Regions from separate parts of the Mus musculus genome. Here all the other regions are linked to region 7. Evidence: chromatin contacts called from public HiChIP or PLAC-seq and promoter capture Hi-C data. All regions are on one chromosome and are shown on one strand. The core of a region is the stretch at or near the end of the contact, and the rest is flanking DNA. Distances in the headings are between cores, read along the strand shown. Region 1 holds the start of Aoc1 (amine oxidase, copper-containing 1). Region 2 holds the start of Tmem176a (transmembrane protein 176A). Region 3 has its middle 16 kb from the start of Tmem176b. Region 4 holds the start of Doxl2 (diamine oxidase-like protein 2). Region 5 holds the start of Zfp777 (zinc finger protein 777). Region 6 holds the start of Zfp746 (zinc finger protein 746). Region 7 holds the start of Lrrc61 (leucine rich repeat containing 61).

What was found. Promoter capture Hi-C pulls out the DNA fragments that hold promoters and counts their contacts. HiChIP or PLAC-seq counts read pairs in DNA pulled down with a chosen protein or histone mark. Capture Hi-C pulls out chosen DNA fragments and counts their contacts.
Region 1: a promoter capture Hi-C map of pancreatic islet shows a contact between it and region 7. The contact joins the promoter of Aoc1 here to the promoter of Lrrc61 in region 7. A contact is called at or near these places in 1 of 115 datasets of contacts at active chromatin or transcription factors (pancreatic cancer cells) and 3 of 9 other capture datasets (adipose tissue, liver and pancreatic islet).
Region 2: a contact with region 7 is called in a promoter capture Hi-C map of liver. The contact joins the promoter of Tmem176a here to the promoter of Lrrc61 in region 7. A contact is called at or near these places in 12 of 39 promoter capture datasets (the 3T3-L1 cell line, 3T3-L1-derived adipocytes, the HPC-7 cell line and 6 more), 13 of 484 Hi-C or Micro-C datasets (B cells, CD4 T cells, the CH12 cell line and 8 more), 5 of 115 datasets of contacts at active chromatin or transcription factors (astrocytes, cardiomyocytes, embryonic stem cells and 2 more) and 4 of 9 other capture datasets (adipose tissue, embryonic stem cells, liver and 1 more).
Region 3: a contact with region 7 is called in a FOXA1 HiChIP or PLAC-seq map of pancreatic cancer cells. The contact joins the enhancer-like site here to the promoter of Lrrc61 in region 7. A contact is called at or near these places in 1 of 15 datasets of contacts at CTCF or cohesin (large pre-B cells), 2 of 484 Hi-C or Micro-C datasets (the N1E-115 cell line and uterus), 1 of 115 datasets of contacts at active chromatin or transcription factors (pancreatic cancer cells) and 1 of 9 other capture datasets (embryonic stem cells).
Region 4: a promoter capture Hi-C map of stem cell-derived epiblast-like cells shows a contact between it and region 7, with 7 times the contacts expected there. The contact joins the promoter of Doxl2 here to the promoter of Lrrc61 in region 7. A contact is called at or near these places in 13 of 39 promoter capture datasets (the 3T3-L1 cell line, 3T3-L1-derived adipocytes, the HPC-7 cell line and 9 more), 1 of 484 Hi-C or Micro-C datasets (cortical neurons) and 1 of 9 other capture datasets (adipose tissue).
Region 5: a contact with region 7 is called in a FOXA1 HiChIP or PLAC-seq map of pancreatic cancer cells. The contact joins the promoter of Zfp777 here to the promoter of Lrrc61 in region 7. A contact is called at or near these places in 1 of 39 promoter capture datasets (cranial neural crest), 3 of 115 datasets of contacts at active chromatin or transcription factors (extraembryonic endoderm stem cells, memory CD8 T cells and pancreatic cancer cells) and 1 of 9 other capture datasets (embryonic stem cells).
Region 6: a contact with region 7 is called in a promoter capture Hi-C map of stem cell-derived epiblast-like cells, with 7 times the contacts expected there. The contact joins the promoter of Zfp746 here to the promoter of Lrrc61 in region 7. A contact is called at or near these places in 14 of 39 promoter capture datasets (the 3T3-L1 cell line, the C10 cell line, cranial neural crest and 7 more), 2 of 484 Hi-C or Micro-C datasets (embryonic stem cells and extraembryonic endoderm stem cells), 2 of 115 datasets of contacts at active chromatin or transcription factors (memory CD8 T cells and stem cell-derived neural progenitor cells) and 1 of 9 other capture datasets (embryonic stem cells).

The regions. Positions count from the first base shown.
Region 1 is chr6:48,893,286-48,896,676 of GRCm38.p6, forward strand. It overlaps Aoc1 (amine oxidase, copper-containing 1), which reads left to right and starts at 1,970. Exons shown (of 5, transcript NM_029638.2): 1 at 1,970-2,013. The region is part of intron 1 of Gm44764 (a long non-coding RNA gene); the gene reads right to left.
Region 2 is chr6:48,839,792-48,842,923 of GRCm38.p6, forward strand. It overlaps Tmem176a (transmembrane protein 176A), which reads left to right and starts at 1,692. Exons shown (of 7, transcript NM_025326.4): 1 at 1,692-1,798; 2 at 2,413-2,610; 3 at 2,798-2,908. The coding sequence starts at 2,416. Tmem176b (transmembrane protein 176B) reads right to left here and starts at 1,583. Exons shown (of 7, transcript NM_001164207.1): 1 at 1,205-1,583.
Region 3 is chr6:48,823,610-48,826,616 of GRCm38.p6, forward strand. No RefSeq gene overlaps it. Among named protein-coding and RNA genes, the nearest start is that of Tmem176b, 16 kb to the right of the region's middle. Within about 2 kb of position 1,587, at least 31 of the 459 cell types and tissues checked have an H3K27ac peak or open chromatin away from gene starts, as enhancers often do. A contact at or near this core is called in pancreatic cancer cells, where this site is marked.
Region 4 is chr6:48,973,613-48,976,622 of GRCm38.p6, forward strand. Doxl2 (diamine oxidase-like protein 2) reads left to right here and starts at 1,334. Exons shown (of 4, transcript NM_001029987.2): 1 at 1,334-3,010. The coding sequence starts at 1,531.
Region 5 is chr6:48,046,389-48,049,503 of GRCm38.p6, forward strand. It overlaps Zfp777 (zinc finger protein 777), which reads right to left and starts at 1,726. Exons shown (of 6, transcript NM_001081382.1): 1 at 1,598-1,726. The coding sequence starts at 1,714.
Region 6 is chr6:48,084,696-48,087,861 of GRCm38.p6, forward strand. It overlaps Zfp746 (zinc finger protein 746), which reads right to left and starts at 1,898. Exons shown (of 7, transcript NM_001163475.1): 1 at 1,620-1,898. The coding sequence starts at 1,643.
Region 7 is chr6:48,553,521-48,556,664 of GRCm38.p6, forward strand. It overlaps Lrrc61 (leucine rich repeat containing 61), which reads left to right and starts at 1,279. Exons shown (of 3, transcript NM_177736.3): 1 at 1,279-1,462.

The DNA.
Region 1 (3,391 bases), core at 720-3,219, 340 kb after region 7:
CTGATTGTCTGGAGCTGGAAATCCAGGCAGCCTAGATGCTCACAAAAGCAGTGCTTTCTCTTAGCCATCAAGCCCCTCTCTAGCCCCACTTGCCCATTTCAGATAGAATTATCCATTCTTCTTCCATTGCTGCTGCCATCCTCCGTATCTGTTGTATCCACCAGGTTTTTGTGCTTTGGGCTCATTGCTAAGGCTCCCATATCAAACCAAGAGTTAAGAAGATTTACTCTCTGCCTTCTTCTAATAGTTTTATGCTCCTAACTTTATATTTAGGTTTTGATCCATTTCAAGTTCACATTGGTGTGTGTGAGGTACATGTACATGACTGTATGTGACTGTATGTAGCTGTATGTGACTCTTTCCAGCACTTATAACCTATGCAAGTATCTTCTGCCACCAACTATTTTTCTTTTCTTTTTTTTTTTTAAAGATTTATTTATTTAATATATGTAAGTACACTGTAGCTGTCTTCAGACACACCAGAAGAGGGAGTCAGATCTTGTTAGGGATGGTTGTGAGTCACCATGTGGTTGCTGGGATTTGAACTAAGGACCTTTGGAAGAGTAGTCGGGTGCTCTTACCTGCTGAGCCATCTCACCAGCCCCTATTTTTCTTTATAGAAGTAAAAGAGATTAGACTTTCCACAGTTGGGTTGTTCCTGGAACCGTCTTCTGGTCCAACCCACTTAGTTCTCCATGGAATTGTTGATCTCACAAAGGAGAATTCCCAACTCTAAAGACAGACACTTTAATTTTCACTGTAGCCAACACCGTTGTGGCAGTTATAGCTAATCCCACTCAAAGTCTCTATGTTGAGTCAACTGTGCTCTCCTTTCTTTATCTGGTTGCCAACAGATTCTGAAATGATTTGCAAATGAACCACCAGAAAGGAGAGTGACAAGGCCCACAATACTCACATAAACACAATCGTCCCATAGCCACAACTTTTGGCGTTTCCTAATACTGCCAGGATCCCAGGGTGCTGGAAAATCTGTTTTCATTAAGCTCAACTAGGAGTTTCTCTCTTCAAATGCCTCCCTCTCTGATTCCAAGTTCTCTATACACAGCAGTTCTCTTTTTCTCTGTGGGTGACTGTCCTTATCAGCCCCACTTTACCAGGGTCCGCTTCCTGTTAAGAACTGACTAGAAGCTCACTTTACTGCAAATGGAAACGATCACAGGAAGCCACAACTGGACACAATGCAGAAATCAATAGACTGTGCAAAGCTCTAACAGATACATCAACATCACAGCTCCCACATCTGTGGCTTGGGGACCATCACAGAAGAGGAGGCAGGAAGATTCTAAGAGCCAGAAAACCAGGAAGCCTGATGTAAAACAATCTCTCCTAGAAATGGCTGCATAAACAAGGCCAGAACAATTAGTAGACACTCTAATGTGGAAGGCGGAAAGTTTCACAGGGTCCCACCCTGAAACAAAGAATTATTAGTTTTATAGATAACCATAATAATTGCTGACAGAGGGAGAATTAGAGTCTATCAATTTGAGAGCTTGGATAAATGAGAGGGGTTTAAGGGAGAATACCTGGAAGGTACCAAAGGGAGGAAGGGAAGGGGCAAAATTATGTCACTCTATTTTAATTTAAAGTGTGTGTGTGTGTGTGTGTGTGTGTGTGTGTGTATCCATAAATAAATAACTGAAAAAACTGGCTAGTAAATGTCTTCATAGTGTCTGAACATGACTCTATGTTAATACATTATGATATTACACAGTATGTAACAGAGAAAGCCAAGCATAGTTCTTGCGAAAGGTGGCCACCTATTAAAGGGGAAATTACAGGGAAATGGTCCAAGGGCACTTGTACCTCAGCCAGCAGCACCCTAGCACCTGTCCAGGGAGGATCCCCATGGGCTATAGGTCCCCAGCTAGGTTGACCCATATCTCACCCTGTCCCTCCCTGTGGGGTGGGGTTCAGTATCTTTAAGAAGACTTCTTGTGTCAGTGGCCAGGAACAAAGTCTGGGAGCTGGGGAGCGACGGAGCAGAGCACACAGGTGGGTTCTGATGGAACACCAAACAGGTAGTCAGGAGAAGGAGCAAAAGCGAGGTGACAGGGTACAGTGTGAGGAGTAGGGGGCAGGATGACAGACAGGGAGGAGATCCAGGAAGCTCAAGAGCCTCGAAGGAGCTTCAGAAGGCCATCACAGGCAACTCCAGGGTGAGAGAAGAGGGCCCTGTGAGAGGGTGGCTGGCATTCCCTGCATTGGGAACTGGAAGGGTCAACCAGTGGCTACCAAGTCCTCCCTTTGCCTCTATGGCTCTGCCGAAGTTTTCTCCTCCACACTGCCCATGTGACTTCACAAGAGAGGATTCTAAATGTCTGCAGCATTGCCTTCCTACTGGCTAAAGCCGAAACACATTTGGAGATAAGAGATTATAAAGAGGGAAGCCAGGCATAGAGGGCAGGAAAACACTAGGAACACACAATACTTACATTAAGATTCCAGCCCCACCTTCTGAAAAGCTAGTAAAGATAAGTGGTTGGTGGGGGTTTGCGTGGGAGAGGAATATAAAGTGCTGGGAGAATTTGGGAGTAAGGACAACAGACTATTATTACCTAACACTGTGGTGGTGTGTTGTGTGTCATCTACATCTCCTCCCTGTTGTTAATATAAAAAAGAAAAGGCTGGGCTGAGGCATAAAATTTATTTATGCTCTATAGTTCTGCCTGAAGTCTTAGGACCTAATGAAGAAACCTGTCTCAGTGGGACTTCCTAACTTTTCTTATGGTAAACCTTATCTGGATAAAACTGCCCTTTCTGCTCTAGTAAATAAACATCTAGCAGACTAGCCCTGAGCTGTTGGCTCCATCTTTTATAACGTTAATTAGTTACTGAATAGGTAACTTCCTAGTTGAACTTTTACTGAATACCAAGTAGTCAGCTACACAGTCTTTCTAGGGCTTTGGAAAACTGGTGAAGACTGACTGTACGAATTTGAAAGGCACTTTATTATGATAACACTGAAGGAGAGTAGTGGATTTTCCTCCGCAGCCTTGGATGACAGGCGGGGAACAGAGAGGAGGGGGTGACGACTGGCTCCATAGTACAAGGCCATTTGGCTTGTTAGGGTGGGAGGCTGTGAAGGGCTTGCCCTTCTCACGGTATGGTCTCCAACCTCTCTCCCCCCTATGAATTAAGCTTAATTAAGGCCACGCTTAACTGAGGTGATCAAATGATTGTCTCATCCTTGGATGAATGGGCTTTAACCATGGCTGGGGGGATATTGACCCGATTTTTTCCCATGGTATCTTTTGGGGAGGGGAGGCAGAGCCTTAGAAAGATATTCTTGGTTGTAACTGGAACTAGATACCAACCTCTAGCTAAACCGGGTGTATCTCTCAGGGAACCCAGAAATGGTCAAGTTGGACCT
Region 2 (3,132 bases), core at 442-2,941, 290 kb after region 7:
TTCATAGAAGTTCTTTTATATCTGAAAATTACGACCGGCAATATGCACCCCTAGTCACACACCCACATGAACAGGCATGTTTAAATTACAAACATGCAGTAATTTTAAAAAAGATGTTGATCTTTGGACTGTATATCATAATTTGGTAGATACAGAGGCAAGGACCTATGGTGCTGGTCCAGGTATTAATTTCTGAAAAACAGTTTCTACTGTGGTCTGTGGTATATATTACTTTTCTCCCACTGAATAAAACCACTGTTCCGAGTTTCCATAGGGCCTCAGGCAGGCCCATGAGGTCTTCATATTCTGCCTGATTACTTCCTCAGCGTGGCCTCCATTCTAATCAGCACAGAGCTTAACACAGCTTCCCACTGTCTCCTGTTATGGGCTTATAACAACCATTTAGCCCCTCTGATGGCTTGCCTCTGTCCAAAAGAAGTTCTGCCCAGTGGCTCTCCTGGGCAGTCTGGTTAAGCATCAGTTCTGACTGGATATTGACGGCCACTCCAGTCACTTCCCTTTGCATCCCTTCATGTTCTCCCCCACGCCACGGAGCACCTTCCACTCACCCGTGCACCTCAGAGCCGAAAGCACAGGAGTCTGACAACTTTTCAGGAGGGACGAAGAGAAACACAAATGAAGGCCTCAGGTTCACACCTTCCCTTGAGGTTCCAGGAATAAAGTCTCAGTTGTCTGGGTGCTGGCCCCCTCTAGACCCCCAGTGCTATCCCTGCCCTGGCCACCCAGAATCCCTCTGCTTCCTCTGCAGAGCAGGAACTAAAGCCCTAGGCACCAAGAAGCCTCTCACCACTTCTGGCACCGCTCCAGATAGTGGCTCTCTGATATCCCTCCTCCCAGTGTTCAGAAACAAAGAAAAAGAACACCCCGTGTCCCCACAGCTGTCCCACCTCTGCGTGGTCTCAAAGGCCCTGCTCTTAGAACGCAGGCGTGAGGCACTGATAACTATGGAAGGTAAAGCCAGACTCTGACCTCCCCAGCCTCAGCCCTGTTTCCAGAGTCACATCCTCTGTCCAACACATCCCTCCCTCCCCAGAGTCCTACAGGAAAGCAGAGATAGAAGGAAGGAGAAGCATCCTGAGCCAAGATGGAGCTTGAGGAGTAGACTTGGAGACTCTTCCAGAGAAGAAGGAACCCTATGCTTCAAAAGGGGGCTACCAAGGGGCCGTGAAGGGTCCTGTCTCACCTGCTGTCCTCTGCGATGGGTGGGGCTGGAACTGAGAGGTCTGGGAGGAGCTGGCTTAAAGCTGACCCCAGAGAGAGGAGAGCAAGAAGGGGGTGGAGGGATGGGGCCTGACATGGAGTCTCTCAGTTTGCCAGCAAGTAGCTGACAGGAAAGGGCCCCACTTGAGGGGGGTCCATCAGGAGTAGATGATCAGGCCTGCTGGAGCAGGGATACAGGTGACACAGATACACTCATACACCCAAGGTGGCACAGGCCAGCACCTGCTCAGAAAGCTCTATCCCTGACTGGGAGAGAGAGCACTGTGCAATCAAAGGATTCCACAGGAACAATCAGTGCCAACCCCAGCTCTTACCTCGCCCACCTTCTCCAGCTCTCCAGTGCCCAGTGAGGAGCTGCCTGCTGGAAAACCCCTAAAGGGGCCCTCAGTCCCAGCTGCCTGCCAGGAAGTGTTGAGGTCTGCCCATTCCCCCTCCCCTTCTGGCTCCCACCCAGGTTCTTCCTCCTGCCAGGGCTGAAGTTCTCAACTACTGCCAGCGCCTCTGTGTGAGCTCTGGCCTTCCCTGCTGCACACTTCCCCGGTCCCAGAGGAATCAGGTAAGACAGCCCACCATCACTTTAGCATAGCTCGTTTCCCAGTCCATCCAGATCCATCCAGTCTGACGCCCTGCGAGCTTGCTAGGGGAGTGGACACACTGGGGTGTGCCTCCAGGGACAGGTATGGCCTCCATCTCTACCACTCAATTCTGTGGGGACAGGGTCAGTCAGTGCTTGTCGTTCATCCAAGGAGATGGTGGCGTCTGGGTGAGGTGGTCCCTGGGACCCTGGTAGGGAAGAGATAATTGCAACAGAAGCTTATGGGGCAGTTAGAGGGGGACACTGTTTAAGGGGCTTGGCCTCTGACCTGGATTCAGAAAATGCTGGGGAGAAGAGATCCAATCAGAGGTTGGGTGAAGAGATAGGTTGTGTGCGTTCTGCTTGATCCAAACATCAGGCTCCTGAAGACCATGGCAGTGGGGCACAAAGCAAATGTGGGGTGAAGCGGGTACTCCAGCATCAGGCTTCCCTGACAGACAACCCTCCAAAAGAGCTGAAGATACAGCTCCACAGCCAGGGGCAGCCATTCTGTGTCTCTGTTAGCCCCCAACTCCAAGCCGCCTCTGAAACATCTGCCAAATATTTCTTCCTGCTTTTCCTTTTCTCCCTCACAGACGATGTCCACAGACATGGAGACTGCAGTCGTCGGCAAGGTGGACCCTGAGGCTCCACAACCCACCCACATTGATGTGCACATCCACCAGGAGTCTGCTCTGGCCAAACTTCTGCTGGCCGGATGCTCATTGCTAAGGATTCCAGCATCCGCTTCCACCCAGAGCCAGGGCAGCAGCAGAGTGCTGGTGGCCTCCTGGGTGAGAGTAGCTACGTGCTTGATGGGCCCAGGGAGGGACCCTCATTTGGGCCATATTTTCCTCTGGCCTCCTCTATACATCTGTCCTCCTAAGACATTGAGTTGATTTTGTCTGTGTGTACAGACAGTTGCAGCTAACAGGTAGCCCTGCTGCTGGAGAGCTGTGTTTCAAGTCCTCTCTCTTCCAGGTGGTGCAGACTGTGCTGGGGGCTCTGAGTGTGGTTCTGGGTGGAACCCTCTACATAGGCCATTATTTAGCCATGTATTCCGAAGGCGCCCCCTTCTGGACTGGGATCGTGGTGAGTGTGGCATCATGAAGGTCCAGGGCTGTCTGAGAGCACAGGGATGGCGGTCCCTTTGCTTCCCTTCCACCACCACCATTGATGTGGCACCCCAGAGTATGTAGCCAAACAAGACCTGAATTAAGTAAGCCAGTCTGGTGCTTGTGTACATGACAAATGATGAAATGGTCGCCTGTGCAGCTGCAGGTCAGCTTTGTCTCTTGTCCCATGCTTCTCCCAGC
Region 3 (3,007 bases), core at 337-2,836, 270 kb after region 7:
TTGCAGAGCCTGAGTTTATGTGCAGCTTCCTGAGGAAGGCACCCTTGACCAACAAGAGTTGCTTCCTGAGTATGTGAATTCCTTCTTCTCCACGTGGCACCTCTTTACAGCTCACTTGGGGTCTCCCCAGAAACTCACCCTTACAGGAGGCTTTGAAGTGCTGCCCCATAGGGCCAGGACCTAGATATTCAGAGGGAACCATTTAGACATCAGTTACTGCACCCTAGTGAGTCTAACATCTTGTGTAAGAATCAGGACTTGTTCAACAGCAGGGGGATTCAGGCTTGGGTCAGCTCAGCACCTGGGAGAACAACTACAGGAGAAATTTTCCCCTCTAGGGTCTGATTTCAGCTCGTGGTCTTCATCTTCAAGCTCAGGGTGATCTTTGGCAGCCCCAGGCAGGCGTGGGACAGCAAAGAGCAACCATAGACCCTACATCGCAGCCTCAGGCTTCAAGTGCAGCCTTTGCTGAATCTGTGACCCAGAAGCCATAGGTGTGCTGACATGACTAAGTCAGGCTGTGTGCCTATGCCTGAAGCCACACGCCAGGGTATATGATCTGCAGTATAGGTAAGTCTGAGCCACATGCTTTATTCCTGGATCTGAAGACATTTAGCCTGTCAGAAATGAAAGAGGTCTCTGATGAATCTAGGGCTGCTAATAGAAAGTAGGCGTGGCTGCTGAGGCCATCTGTTTTGAAATTCTATACTAATGCCCACTCAGTGGTTCATAAAGCTTTCCCCGTTTTTTAAGTCTCAACCAAAGCCGGTGGGAGAGCAACCAAGGTGCTTCTCCCTCTCTATGGTGATGCTCAAGAGCTCCACCAAATTCAGTTACTGCCCAGATAGGTCACGGTGGTCATGATACAAACTGGCAAATACAGATGGCTCAAAACACACTAAATCAAAACATTTCATGCTGTTTATTTATTTACCCAACAAATATTTGGAGATTGCCTCCCACTGGCCTCTGATAGCATTGCTGTACAGAAGGCAGACATGTGCTGTCACTATTGAAGTTTACTGTCAACTGCCGGGTTTATATGTACAAACCTGTAAAGTAAATTAAATTTGCCTCTGTCAGTGGCACACTGTAGCTTAATATAGAGATGGATTCCCTGACCTAACTTGTGAGTAGAGTCTTAAGGTGAGTACACGAGTCTCAGCCAATCAGGGCACCAATGCTCGAAGCGGAGGTGGAGGTGGTCACCGGTCCAGACACGGCCATGAAAGAGGAAGGCTGAGCTGTGGCCAACCTGTTTTTCTCTCTGTGTTGTCTTTTTTTTTTTTTTTTTTCCTGTCACCTTGGGCAGAGAGTTGCCTGGTGGTCCTCTCTGAACTTTTACTGGTTTAGGCTACTGTCCAGTCCTTGAATTTAGTCTGTCTGACAAAGCAAAAACAAAAAACAAACAACCAGGGCCAAATGATCTTGAACCCCTCCCCAGTTCTCCCCACTCTCCTCCCCCCACCACCCCGATTTCACGTTCTTTTAAAAAATGTATCAAGTAAAGTTTGTACTGCTCTAACCGCTTCCCTTTCCCCACGATTAAGGTCCAAAGTCCCGCCAGTGTTTGCCCTACATTGCCACAGGGATCCTTGTTGATTGCCTCATCGCTCCAGCTCACAGCTCCACACGAATCTCTCTCACCCCACCCCCAGTTCCATACACTCCAGCTTACCCCAAGTCTCAAAGGAATGGAAATAAGAGACATCCAAAGCTGTTTTTCATGAGAACAAAATGTCCTCAATTCCTGGAAGCTTTATTTGGCTACATGCCCCTGCATTTGACTCTGGGGCCATGCCCCTGACACAAGACAGTGGCAAAAGGAGGATGTGGGGCACCGTGGGTACCCAATTGTCCTATCTCACTCATGCTCTGCTGTGCTCCATCTTCCCATTGCAGTATCCCACATGCCACCATCCACGCTCCCCTCCGCGACTTCTGTGCTATGTGTATCATCTTTTCAGCTTTAGGACTGGATTTAAAGACCAGATCAGCTTTTCACTGTCTGCAAAATTTGGAACTTACTGGCAAGGACATACTGAAAAGGAAGGGTTAGAAGTGAAAATACCAAATAGAAAATACTAAAGTAGAAGCTCCTGACAAATAGAAATAATTATGGACACATTTTCAGAAAAGAAAATTAACCCGCCCTATATTAATTAAGGGACATACTCATCAAGATATAATTATTGCTATAAGCATAGGTGCACTGAACATTGGTGCAGCCAACTTCACAAAGCAAACACTACCAGATATAAAGGGGCAGATGGTCCAATAACAACAAATGAGTGAAAAAAACCTATTCTCATCAGTATATAGGTCATCTGGGTTAAAAAAATCAGAGAAATTTCTGAATTATACTCTACCATAGATCAAACAAATTTAACAGACATCTACATAATTCTATTGTATTCTATACAATAACTGTAGAATATACATTATTCTCAGCAGTCCATATAATTATCCCTCAAGTGGACCACATTTAAATCACAAAACAAGTCTCACAAATATGAAAATATCATATCACATAAAATAAAAATAAAAAATCAATAGCAAGAGAAACAACAAAACTGTACAAACATATGGATGCTAAACAGTACACTCTTAAGTGGTCAAAGGTTCATTCAAAAAAATCAAAAAGGAAAATTAAAAACTCTAGAATAAAATGAAAACGAAAAGCAGCTCCTCTTGAAAGCTTGCCCTCATTACATGTGCAGAGATCAGGAGGCGACACAGCACGAGTGTGGAAGTCAGACAGCGTGGTGGAGATGTCTGTTGTCTCTCCTTCCATCTTTCTGTGAGTTCCAGGGACCAAACGCAGGTCACCAGGCTTATGTGGCAAGCATCTTTATCTTCTGTGCCGTCCTGCCGGCTGGAGGAAAGACAGTTCTAAAGTGGAAGAACACAGCTATGAGTGTTTGCATTTTAAAGTCATAGACTTGGAGGGAGGGCAAGGGATGGATACACTCTAAATACATTGTATTCACATATGAAATTACCAATG
Region 4 (3,010 bases), core at 84-2,583, 420 kb after region 7:
CCTCATGAGTGAAACTCCTGCTGGAGACCCAGACGGAGCCTTGAGTGGAGAGCAAAGGTCAGATGGGGACTTCCAACATCCATGACCGGTGCAAGGCTTTGGGGAGGGGCGTTCATCTGGAAGCCAGGAACACCCCAGTCAGGATCTGCAGAAGCAAGGCCTGATGGCAGATTCAGCAGCCAGCTCATGTGTAAAGCCAGTGTGTCCCGGGAATGCTGTATACAGCAGGACCTGGCGGGAAGTCTCACCAGAAGGTACAAGAAAGAACAGGGCTGCAGGGGCTGAGGTCTGTGAGTACCCCAAAAATCCCTGCCTTTCTAGCTGGTGGGAATAGACTAGATTTACAGTTGTCAACTCCCACCTTGTGCATGGGCCTTAGATACATTTAGATGGCTGCCCATCACCCCAACATAGGTGTCACTATTGCACCATACAGGCTGCCTTTGCCAGGCTGTTCATTTGTATGCTTTACAGTTCAGTAGGACTATTGATAGTTTTTCTTTCTGGGAAGTTTGAACTGACCTTGGGAAAGCATAAGACCCAGTCCTTAAGTAGGAGGCTTCCAAGTCAGACAAGACTAAATTCCTTCAAGTCTTTTATCCGAAGGATGTAATGTCTCCAGCAGTTGAGTCTTACCTTCAAGCTGTGAGAAGCAACCAATGGCAATGCCAATAGCCTACACTACTCTGGTGGTCTCACAGAAATCCCCCTGACCAACAACCCAAAGGGAAGCTTCCCAGGGCTGGCACAGGGCTTGCTGTTGGTCAACAGCTCTTCTGAGGGATCAATATCATCTTGGGTAGTGTAATTCTCTTTAAGTGTGTCTATGTCTTTGTTTCTGTGTCCGTGTCCGTGTCCGTGTCTATGTCTTTGTGTCTGTGTCTGTGTCTGTGTCTGTGTCTGTGTCTGTGTCTGTGTCTGTGTCTGTGTCTGTGTCTGTGTCTGTCTGTGTCTGTGTCTCTGTGTAGAGAAGTGTTTTTTCAGTAAGCTTATAAAAATGTTTCCCTGTGGCTTTTTCAAACATTATCTCTCCATCCCACCGGCCTTACTTTCTTGTATCATCCTCCCTTCTTGTGCTTTAAACGTTTCACCTAAATTTCAGCATGCAGCCCTCTAAATGATCATCTGTTGACTCACAAATGGAATTTTGCTCTTACTGCAGCCCTCTGGCCACCAGAGCTCAGGCCATGTGTAGCCCTTGAGGAGCAAGCCTTGGGCTGTTGTGACTCACTGCACCCTGCTGAAGAATGTTCCTCAGTGTTATAACACCAAAAGGGGAAAACAGTAGGAGATAAGAAAATGTATAAAAGGTTTTACCCTGGAGGAAGTAGGTGGATGCACATGAGGACCTGAACAGCACTGTGAACTGTGAGTAAAGACCCAGAGATTCCAGCTCTGGCTTCAGCTGCGTAAGGGAGGAAGCACAGTCAGGGGGGATAAGACAGGACTTAGAGACAAGGTGCTCTTGAGTGCTGGCTTGGAGACAGATATACCTAAGTTCTCTCCTCTCTTCTGCTGAGTTCCAGAGCCATGGGGTTGGCACAAAGGAGCTTGGCACTGGGCTGCATGGCCATCGTGTTGGTTCTACAGGAGACCATGGCAGAGTACCCCAGCTGGATGTTGAATGGCAAGGCCCAGGTGTTCTCAGACCTGAGCATCCAGGAGATGGAGGCTGTGCACAGCTTCCTGATGGGCAGGACGGAGCTGGAGCTGCAGCCATCCGGCACACAGGCTTTGGACAAGAATTCTGTGTTCCTCATTGAGACTCTGCTGCCCAACAAGAAGGTGGTCCTAGAGTTTCTGAATAAAGGAACCAGACCTCCTGTGCGGGAAGCCCGTGTCATCATTTTCTTTAGTGCCCAGGAGCACCCCAATGTCACCGAGTTTGCTGTAGGGCCCCTGCCACAGCCCATCTACATGAGAGAACTGTTCCCCAGGCCAGAGAAACATCGATCCTGGGCATCCAGACCCATGTCCAAAGCAGAGCAAAGCCTTCTCTACCACAAAATCAAGGAGGCCACCACACCCTTAAAGGGGTTTTTCCTTGACACCACTGGCTTCTCATTAGAGGACTGCAATGGCCAGTGTCTGACCTTCACCCATGTGGCCCCCCATAGTGTGGAGTCTAGACATCGGGCCACCTGGTTCCTCTTGCAGCGCATTGTAAAAGATCGCCTGCTACAACCCACAGGTCTGGAGGTCCTTGTGGATCATGGGAGCACAGATATCCGAGACTGGAGAGTAGAGCAGGTCTGGTATAATGGGAAGCTCTACAGCAGCCCAGAGGAACTGGCTCAGAAATATGCAGATGGAGAAGTGGACACGGTGGTCCTCAAGGACCTGCGTCCCAAGAACACAGAGCTGCCACAAGTCTTTAACAAGCCTGGTGGGAAATTCGCAGCGCCCCTCAGAAAATCTGGGCCCCATGTGAAACAAGCCAATGATTCCAGATACCACCTAGAGGGTAACACTGTGATCTACAAAGACTGGAGTTTCTCCTTCCAGCTTCGACCATCTTCTGGGCTGCAGATATTGAATGTGCACTTCAGGAATGAGTATATAGCCTATGAGATTGGCGTGCAAGGTGCTATGGCTGTGCATAGAGAAAAAACACCTGCAGGAGAACTGACCAAAACCATGGATCTAGGCTGGAGCCTGGGCACTGTAACTCACGAGTTAGCCCCTGGCATCAACTGTCCAGAGACAGCCACCTTCCTAGACGTCATCCACTACCATGGCACTGATGGGCCTGTCCGTTATCCACGAGCCCTCTGCCTCTTTGAGATACCCACAGGGGTGCCTGTTAGGCCTACCTTTAACACCAACTCTGCAGGCAAAATCAACTTCTTTTCAGATGTGATGGGACACAAACTGGTGCTACGGGCAACCTCAGCGCTCTACAATTTTGATTACATCTGGGACTTCATCTTCTATACTACGGGCACGATCTCAGCCAAGATGCATGCCACAGGTTACATCCACACCACCATCTATACCCGTGAAGGATTGA
Region 5 (3,115 bases), core at 476-2,975, 510 kb before region 7:
CTCTCAACCCTTCACTATTAAGTTGGTAGCATACTAGACAGCCCCCTTAGGTGGAAGCCTCAACCACACAGCTAAAGGAACCAAGAGCCAACACAATGGGCATATTAAGGCAGTCTGCCTGAGGGAGGACTAGGGGATCTGCTTATAATTAGTGGGAAGAGGGAAAAGAATACCTGGAGGGCAGGTTAGGTGCCAAACAGAGTTTTACCTGGGACAAGAAAAAAAAAAAAAGCCAGCAGGACAAGACATCTTTACTAACCACCTGAATCAGACAGAGCTCAAAGGAAAATGGTTTTTTTTTCCTTCTCCATTTAGGGATTTGGAATACTGGAAAGGGGTGAAGGGTCATAAGGTATAGCCCCCCCCCCCCCCAAGTCCTGATACAATGTCATCAGCTCCAGCAAACCTGTGGCTTGACCTTACCCTCAAGCAAAGACAGCTAAATCGAATAAGCTCAAATTCTCAAGCTGCTACCTGCTAGCAGGAGAGGAACGTTAGAATTCCTCTGCGCCACATTTCACAGCTTCTACCTGTCTCTCTTTCCTCCCCACCCTTGTGTGGTAAATGATTAGGGGCTCCAGGATCCATGCCAACATACTAGAAACATGCATAACGACACACATCTGACTTTTTACAAAAGCTGTGCCATTTTCTTACATGACCCAGGATGGTTCACTCAGAATTACATGCCATGAAGACCTAAGCCCAGAGGTAAGAATGTTTAAAAAAAAATCTTCATTTTATTTCCCAGGTGTTTTGTTATTGTTATTTTAAGAACTGCGAGGTTTTTAGGAAGCCATCTATCCTATCTCTTCCAGTATACATGGAAACAGGTTCAAAGGCACGGACTCCCATGCAGCAAACCCGCCTAGCACAGCCAGGGTGCCTCAGAGAGCACGTTGGGTGGGAGGGCGTTTAATTATTGAATGGCCCTCGGAAGAACATCAACCTCTTAGGCTCTCATTCGCCAGACCCCATTTATCCGTACCCCAAGTTTGACTCGGGGTGCTCCTGACGCAGAGGCTATGGATCACACTGCTCCCCACACCGGAGTCGCTGGGCTGGGCGCTGCCCGGCCTTCCCCTCCTCCCCCGACGGGCCGCAGCCAGTGCTCGGCTAGCCCAGGCCGCCCACCCTGGCGAAGCCGCCGCCAGCGCCACCCCTCCCCGTCCAGGCCCGCGGCACGCTGGGCAGGCCTCTACGGGACTGCGGGCACCTAGCCCGGGCCGACTCGCTACGTGACCTTGGGGCAGGCAGGGCAGGTCGCCGCCGGGTGTCCGTGCCTCAGTGTCTCCGCTCTGCGAAATGGGAGAGCCGCGTCAGCACCGCGCCCAGGCCGGGAGCCGTTCCGCGGGGCCGAGCTCTGCGGAAAACGTGCCGCTGGCCACCCCGACGGACGCAGCGCCGGCTCCGCAGCCAGGGAGCGAGCGCGCCGCCCGCGCCCCACCTCGGGCCGCGTGTCCGGGAGCCGTGCGGCCGCGCAGCCTCGCACGGACGGCCGCCGCTCCCGCCCGCCCCGGCCGTCCTCCCCCCCAGGGGGCGCGCGAGCCCGCCAGGGCGCCCCCTCCCCGCTAACGTCGCCGCGCCCGGCCCTTACCGAGACCCCAGGCCGGGCCACCGAGCCCGGAGCACGCAGGCTGTCCCCGGGGCCCCGAGGCCGCGCGTCCGTGCGCGCGCGGGCTGCCCTCCCCCGAGCCGGGGCCGCCTCGGCCATGGCCCCGCGCCGCCCGGCCCGCGCCGTGCGAGTCCCCGCCGCCGCCGCCGCCGCCGCGCGCAGCCCCACGCAGGCCCGGCGCCGTGGGCGGGCTGGCAGTGCGGCGCGGCCTGGCCTCACCCGCCGGGGCTGCGCGGCCGTCGGGCCCCGGCCTGCTCGGGGCTGTGCTCGGCGGGCGGGCGCGGGCGGCGGTGGCGGCGGTGGCGGCGTCGGAGCGCGGCTGTGCGGGCTGCGCCCGGGCGGCGAGCTGGGCCCCAGCGCTCTGCGGCCGCCCCCGGCGCGCTCGCCCGCCCCGAGCGGCCGACGCTGCGACCCCGGCTGCGGCCCGGGTCCCGGCTGCGAGCTGCGCGGCCGTCCCGGCGCCTCTTCAGCAGGGGAGCTGCACCGCAGCTGCCATGTTGCTACAAACTGCATCCTGGGAGGCATGTCCCTCTCAGGCGTTTCAAGAGGAGCGCTCGGAGGCTCGTCGGAGGCGGCCGGAACCCAGACAGCTCCATCTACAGCCGGTAGGAGCGAACAGTGAGGCGCGGGCCGCCTCGGCGCCGGACACGCCCTGAGCCCGTCGCGGCTCCCGGTCCCTCGCGGCTCACCTGGCGTCTTGGCGGCCCGGCGCCCTCGGGCCAGGCCGCGGCGGGCAGCGGCGGGCAGCGGCGGCGGCGGAGGCGGCGGAGCGGAATCCCGGGCGCGCGGCGCGCTGGGTCTGGAGGCGGGCCGATGGGCTCCGACAGCCTTCCGCCCGCGGCCGCCTGCGCGTCTCAAACCCAGAACCCGGTCGTTGGCTTTCAAAACCTGCGCTCACAAAGGGATCGGAGAGAGCCGTCACACCACAGAAAGCCGGAGTTCATGTGACCAGCGCAGTGCAGCCCGGGTTCCAGGGACGCGGGCTGTGGATCCAAGGGGAGCGAGGGGTGGGGGTGGGAGTGCTTTGTGAAAAGCCTCAGTGTTGTTTTCGGCCAGAAAGGACAGAATTCCTGGAATCTTTGAGGGCACGGGTTGGAAGGGGCTAGACGGGCTACTTAGGAGGAAACTGAGGCCGAGCCGGGAGTGGCTTGCTGATCCCAAGTTGCAGTTTTCGCCCCCTTGTACTCTTTCCAACCATGAGAGAGAACCCTCTTTCCTGGACAGGTTCAGTGAATCGCACGTTTACTGAATTTGCAGGAGCTGCCAAGATTTGGGAATGGAATGAAAAAAGAAAAATAAGTCTGAGCAGGTGTCCTGGTTACAGTTAGGGATGAATGAACCCCAACTGGAACCTAGAGGAAAAGCCAGAATAATTTTTTCACTTCATAGAACCCCGGGGGTGTCTGGGTTGGAGCTTGTCTTAGAAGGCAACCGGGCAATATGAAGCTCTCAGTAAAAAAACGGAGACCACCAGGCCAAGGACATCTCATTTATTCGTGA
Region 6 (3,166 bases), core at 648-3,147, 470 kb before region 7:
CAGTGCCTGAAGATGGATGTTTCTTATATTCTAGAAGAATATTCTTGAACAAAAAAGATTGGTGACTGTTTGCAAACAAACAAACAAACAAACAAACAACAACAAAAACAAAACAAAACAAAAAACCAAAAAAACCAAGTTCTAGAAACTAGTGTGGACTCATCTGAGTTGCTGAGAACCAGAAAATGGGAAGACATGAGAAAATGGGGACATGAGAGCTTGACCAGAGGCAGAAAAGCTTGCCTGGGTGGTGCTCAAGAGTTCCTCAGGCTGTACAGAAGGAAGGACACTGGCTCTGACTGGGGACGTTCAGTGGGTCTCAGATGGGTTCTGACTGGCAGAACTGTTAGAGGGAGCAAGTGCTGTGGAGGACACTTCTGGTCCCTTACTCCTCAGGACCAGCCCTGACTGGGATTGCCCCAGACTAGAGTCTATTTCAGACGTATCCTTGTACTTTGCCACCCATTCTCTCTGCTGCAATCTGTGTGTTACACAAAGACATTTGCACAAACATCTATCTTGTTGATGTCATTCTTGTTTAATTTTTTTTTTTAAATGGGGTCCATGGTCTTTGACCTGTGTAGTTGGAAGTAGGGGTTGTGCTCTACTGAAGCCTAGCACCTTGCTAACTTAAAGCGAAGGTGGGATAGTCAATTGCCAAACAGCTAGGGAAGCCAGTACTCTGAGACCGGAGTCACTGATGCCAATTCCTTCAACTCTTTCCTACCCATATGACGAAGCCCAGGCCTTCCCAGCCCCTTCCATTTCTGCAGCCTCATATCCAAAACCATATCTCCAGGCTTGTGGACCAGTTTTGCACTGTCCTGTGTCTGGCCCTTGCCTCTCTTTGCCCAAGCCCTAGAAACCCTAGCTAACTCAACTCACAGAAGCACAGATTACCTGGCTGGGCGGGAGGAGCACCAGAGTCTGCTAAGCACCTGCATTCGAACCTCCACCAGGTTGGCTACGACCTCTTTCTGTTCGACCATAAGGCTACTCGTGTACCTGGACTGCTTTCCTTATTACAGACATTGAACTGTGAGAGCACTGTCTTCCCACACTTTTCTCGCTGAGATTCTTGGCAAGTTAACTTCGTTGGGCCTTCAGCTTTTCTTTTGTATGAAATAATAACTATAATAGTTACTACCCCACAGGTTTGCAGTGCAGACAAAATCATGCCTAAACCGGGCTGAGTGCAGCGCCAGCCTGGCTGGACAAATACGAGCAGTCCTCGCGTGCCGCCTGAGGAGGGTTGGGCACATAGTGGGTGCTCACTGTCTACAGAATCGACGTCGGACACCTCCCAGGTGCCACCAGGCCGCTGGGGGGAGCTGGGAGAGGGAAGCACCGGCCCGGCGCTGAGGAAGGAGCCCGGCCCGGGGACGCGCAGACCGGGAACTTGGCGCAGGTCGGCCTCCCGGGCGCGGACGGCCGTTCCCTGCGCTCGGCTCCACCCGGTCCGGTAGGCCCCGGAGGACCTCGCGGCCGCCCGCCGCAGCCACAGGACCCGCAGGCCCGGTCTGGCCCGGAAGCCCTCCTGGGGCCTGCGGCACAGTGTGCTGGGCCCCGGCCTTCCGGGGCCCGAGGCCGCGCAGGCCAAGCGCGCGGGCCGCCCTTACCGGAGCCGCGGCCGCCTCGGCCATGGCCCTGCGCTGTCCTGCTCGGCGCGAAGGAAGTCGACGCCGCGGCGCGCGGCCCCACGCAGGCCCGGCTGCCGGGTCCTCTCCGCCGGCAGCGCCGCCCGGGCCTGCCGCTACCTTCCCCGCCGCGCTCCTCGCAGGCCGGCCTGCTGCCGCTCCGCCCGCAGCCGCACCGCCGCCGTCAGCGCCCGGCCGCTCCACACTGCATCCTGGGAGCCGGTGCCGCGGCCAGGCCGACGAAGGCCCGTGAGGCTTCCTGGAGGCAGCGCGGCGGCACAGCTCCACCTGCAGCTCGAGCGGCGAACGGCAGCGCCGGCACCCGCTTGCCGCCGCGCTTGGCCCCGCCCTCCTCACGAGGCCCCGCCTCGGCCCGACCTCCGACCACGCCCCCGCATATCGCCACGCCCCCCGCGGCGCCAGTGCTCACCAGCGATGTGCCACCTGGTTTGGCGGTATAAAACTTGGGGGTACGGCCTCGGCAGGCAGTGCGCACCCCGGCACGGTCACTTCCGCAGCTGTCCAGCTGTAGCACGCCTATTTTTGCCTTGAAATGGAATGAATGCTTCCAACAATAGAAATATGGCTTGATAAGTCACAGTAGGTTCTCTGTAGGATTATGTATGTGTGTTATAATAAACATTTTAATGACACAAAAAATGTGGGGTTTCTATAGTATGTATACTATAATAAACATTTTAATGACATGAAAAATGGGTTAAAATGCCATCGTTTAAAATCTTTTTGAATGCAGTTGGAGATACAGTTCAACGGCTAAAAGTACTTGCTGTTCTTGCAGAGGGCTGGGTTTCAGTTCCCAGCATCTCACCACAAGCTGTAGTTACCGCAGATCCAACGCCCTCTTGTGATATATCAGGTAAGCGTGGAAAGATGTTGAACGAGAGTAGTCCGGAACTACTTCATTTTGGCGTTAAAATGCGTAACAAATGTATAACAAGATGTGTGTTATCATGTGTATTATTCATGTTCATACAGTGTTCATATAAAAGGTTATGTCTAACAAAGTTTAGGTAGGTTTGGAAGCATGTCCATTAACGTAGTGCCAGTAGACCCCAGACCCCTAATTTTTTTCAATTCATATTTTTGTTTTTTAATAACAAGGAAAGGAAGAAAAAAGTCAAAATGTAAAATTTCTCCAGAAGCCTAGTGTGGAGCCCCGTGTGGCAAAGAAGATGTATTGCCATTCAGAATTGCCTTCCATGCCACCCCCTAGCAGGAGCCTGCAAGACCAGTGCCTGAGATCTTTTTGTTGTTGCCATTCGTTATTTATTTTATGATTTACTTTTATTTTTGATTATGTATATGCACACATATGTATGCAAATATGTGTACGCGTGTGCAGGAGGTCAGGGGTCTCAGGTTCTGGGAGCAACCTGGGAACTGAAGTTTTGTTCTTACTCTTAATAACTGACCCTCCTTCCCCAGCTCCCTGACTGTGCTGGCTAACTTTATGTTAACACAAGCTATAGTCATTTGAGAGAGGGGAATCCTTTTTTTAAAAAATATTT
Region 7 (3,144 bases), core at 29-2,528:
ATTCCTGATGTGATGTTTTTGTTTTTGTTTTTGTTTTTTAGCATCAGAAGAAGCAAAGAAGCAATGAAGAGAAGTGGAGCGGGGCTGAGGCTCCAGAGCTCAGCTGGGTATACCCTTCCCTGGGAGCTGCAGTGCCTCTTGCTGAGGAGGCTTCCTCTCAGAGCTATGTGGTTCCTGGGCTCCTGTGTCTCAGGACGCTCTTCTATTGGGACACTGTCCTACCTCTGAGCTGTGTGGTTCCTAGGCTACCATGTCTACCATTGGGACACTCTCTCTGCTAAGAGTTGTGCGGTTCTTGGGGTTCCACACCTTCCTAGAAGGAACATTTATAGCTTCTAATCTTAAAATAGACTCAGGCTGGTCCATCACATGGAGAAGTTCAAGGGAGATCAAATGGATACCGGGCACCATTTGACGGATTAGAAAAGCTAGGTCACCACTGGCCTGCAGCCTAGCACACTGAACGTCATCAAACACGTATTCATTAAGGACTTTGCACTGTGATACAGTGCAAAGATGTGAACAACAACAAAACTGTGCCTATACTTAGCCAGCCCAGGCTGGAAGGGTGTGGACTGAACTGGGATTGCTTTGTCTGAGTGCACAGAAAGCATCAGGAGATGGAAAACCCTCCCAATGTAGACATTTCCAAGTGGCCTGTGAAAGAAAGTGAGAGGCATTCTCCCCTGTGCCTAGTTAAGGTGACCTCTTTATCCGTTGGACAATGTCATTTACAAAGGTGGCAGTTTGCGTTGGTGACATCTCTGGGGGCAAGGCCTTTGGGAATATCACTAGGCAGTGCACATTTATCTCAGGAAACATTCTGATGTAGTTTTCTAAAAATACGGGTAAGGTTCCCACAAGGGGTCCTTCTTATCGTTATTGTGGCACCTTTTGTCTGCAGTCCTAGGCGGTGAGCATGACTGCACCGCTGTGAGGGGCAGGGTTCGGAGAGGGGTGGGCGAGCACGTACCAGGCACCGTTTATCGGGTTAGAAAATCTAGGTCACCACTGGCCTGCAGCCTAGCATACTGAATGTCACAGAACACATTCGTTAAGGAACCATAAATGCCTTTCCCAACGTCGCTCTGTCAAATGTGCTAATGACCAAACTAACAGGAACAAAATCCTCCAGCAGCACTGGCCGCGGGTTCCAGCACAAAGAGCTAGAAGCTCCTCTGGTTGTGTAATCTGCGTCACTTGCGTACCCTGCCAGCCGCAGCGCGTCCCTTAAAAACAACTTTTTCTGCGTCGCACCACTCCCCGCCCCTTCCGGCCTTTCGCAGGTTCCGGGTCGGCTGGGCCTGCGCCAGAAACCGAGTTGCGTGTTCTGTTTGTTTGGGGGATGCTGGATTCTTCTGGAACCGCCCGCGGTTAGTGGCCACGCCCTCAGCCCCAGGCACTGCTCTGAGTGCAGTTAACAGACAGAACGCTTTAACCGGTAACAATCGCGGCCGGTGAGGTGGGTGCTGCCTTGGTGGCCAGGAGACATTAGGATTGGATTTCCTATCCCACAATCACAGCCTCTTGGTATACATAACAACAAGGGTTCCGCTAGTGTGATAGATTATTTTAAAAGAGCAGCCGTAGAGAAAAAGGCGGAAAAAGTTTTGGTCTTGTTTATTCTCGGTGAGGGAGCATTTGTCACAAGATATGCAAATGGCAAAAATGCCTACAAAGGAAGAAGGATGCGGCCCCTTATTGGGGTCAGAAATGGGTGGAAATGACTTCAGTAGTCCCCAAAGGAAGCTGGGAAGTGTAGTCTCCCAGCAGGAACTTATCCGTGGCTTTTGTCACTTTGGCTATGTGAGCTCAGAAGATGGCGGAGTGTTGTTTAAAACATCCTCCACTGTTGTGCCAGGGAAAAGTTAGTGACCCCCCCCCCCCCCCCGCCAAACACACACACACACACACACACACACAGGAGCTGATCTGATGCAACTCACAGCAGGGTCTTTATTCTATTCGAGCTAGCTCAAGCCCCCCCAATGCACCACCCTCACACAGGACGGTTTTGGTGGGGGAGGAGCCCCGAATGTCTATGTGGCAAGGCTTTATAGTAAGCACCAAACATGGAATACGAATGCGAGCATCTAAATGGAAAGCTACTTTGGCCTTTAATATAACTGGCTGGTGCTGGGAGTCACATCATAAACTTAACTTCTGCTCCCCTCTGCATGGGTGGTCATTAGGCAAGGGTTGGGCTTGCAACCTGGGGTGCAGGTTTGTTGGGGGAATAACCAGGAGATACTGGTCTTGTTAGGGGTGTAACTTGGAAACTCTGCTCTTGTTGGGGATTAGCCTAGAGACGAGCTAGGCTCAGGTTTTGTTGTGGGGACAACTTGGATACTAATGCTAGATACCGGCCTGTAGTCTACCTGAGTTCAAGCTTAGGTCAGATTCTCTAAAATGGAGTCTGAATTTAAAAGCTTTGGCATCTCACACTGACTGGCTTAAATTCTCTGGTTGTGTGGGAGACTAGAGCTCCTTCTTCCCCAGGTGTAGGAATGTGAGAGGAGAGGAGGCTGGCAAGCTTGCACAGAGTGGGACTGTGGAATGCCCCTGGATGTATGTTTGTGCGGTGTAACAGGGTAGAATTAGGGAGCCAGGTCCCATCTGGGCATGCTCCTGAAAAGGACTGACAAAATAGTCAAGAGAAAGTTCTAATCTAATCAGCCAACACAGGGTACATGCTGAGGCATCTCCTAGTCCAGGTGAACAGATGCCAAAAATTACTCATCTGCAGGTTGCTGGTTTTACAGCTATGTGGCTTCTCTGGGGGACGCATAGGCTTTGGACTGTGGACAGTTATCATTTCCCACGACCTCCCTTCATTGGCTTGCACGCCTGCAGGCCATTCTGTTTCCTCGTCTGTCAGGAAAAATAAGATTCCTTGCTATTTTCACGCACCCCAAACCTTTCCCGTGTGTCTTACCTCGTATTTCACCTCTTTCCTGTGGTGTGTTTTACTCCTGTTTGCCTGGGCCCCTGTACTCCATCTGAGAAACACTTCCAAGTCTTTCCCTCCTCTACCCCTCCAGCATTCCAGTATTCTCAGCGCTCCAGTGGACCTGCCAAAGGTGTTGTACCTACGAGTTCTATAACCATTAGGACTGGATTTTCAGAAAAACAAACGACAAACTA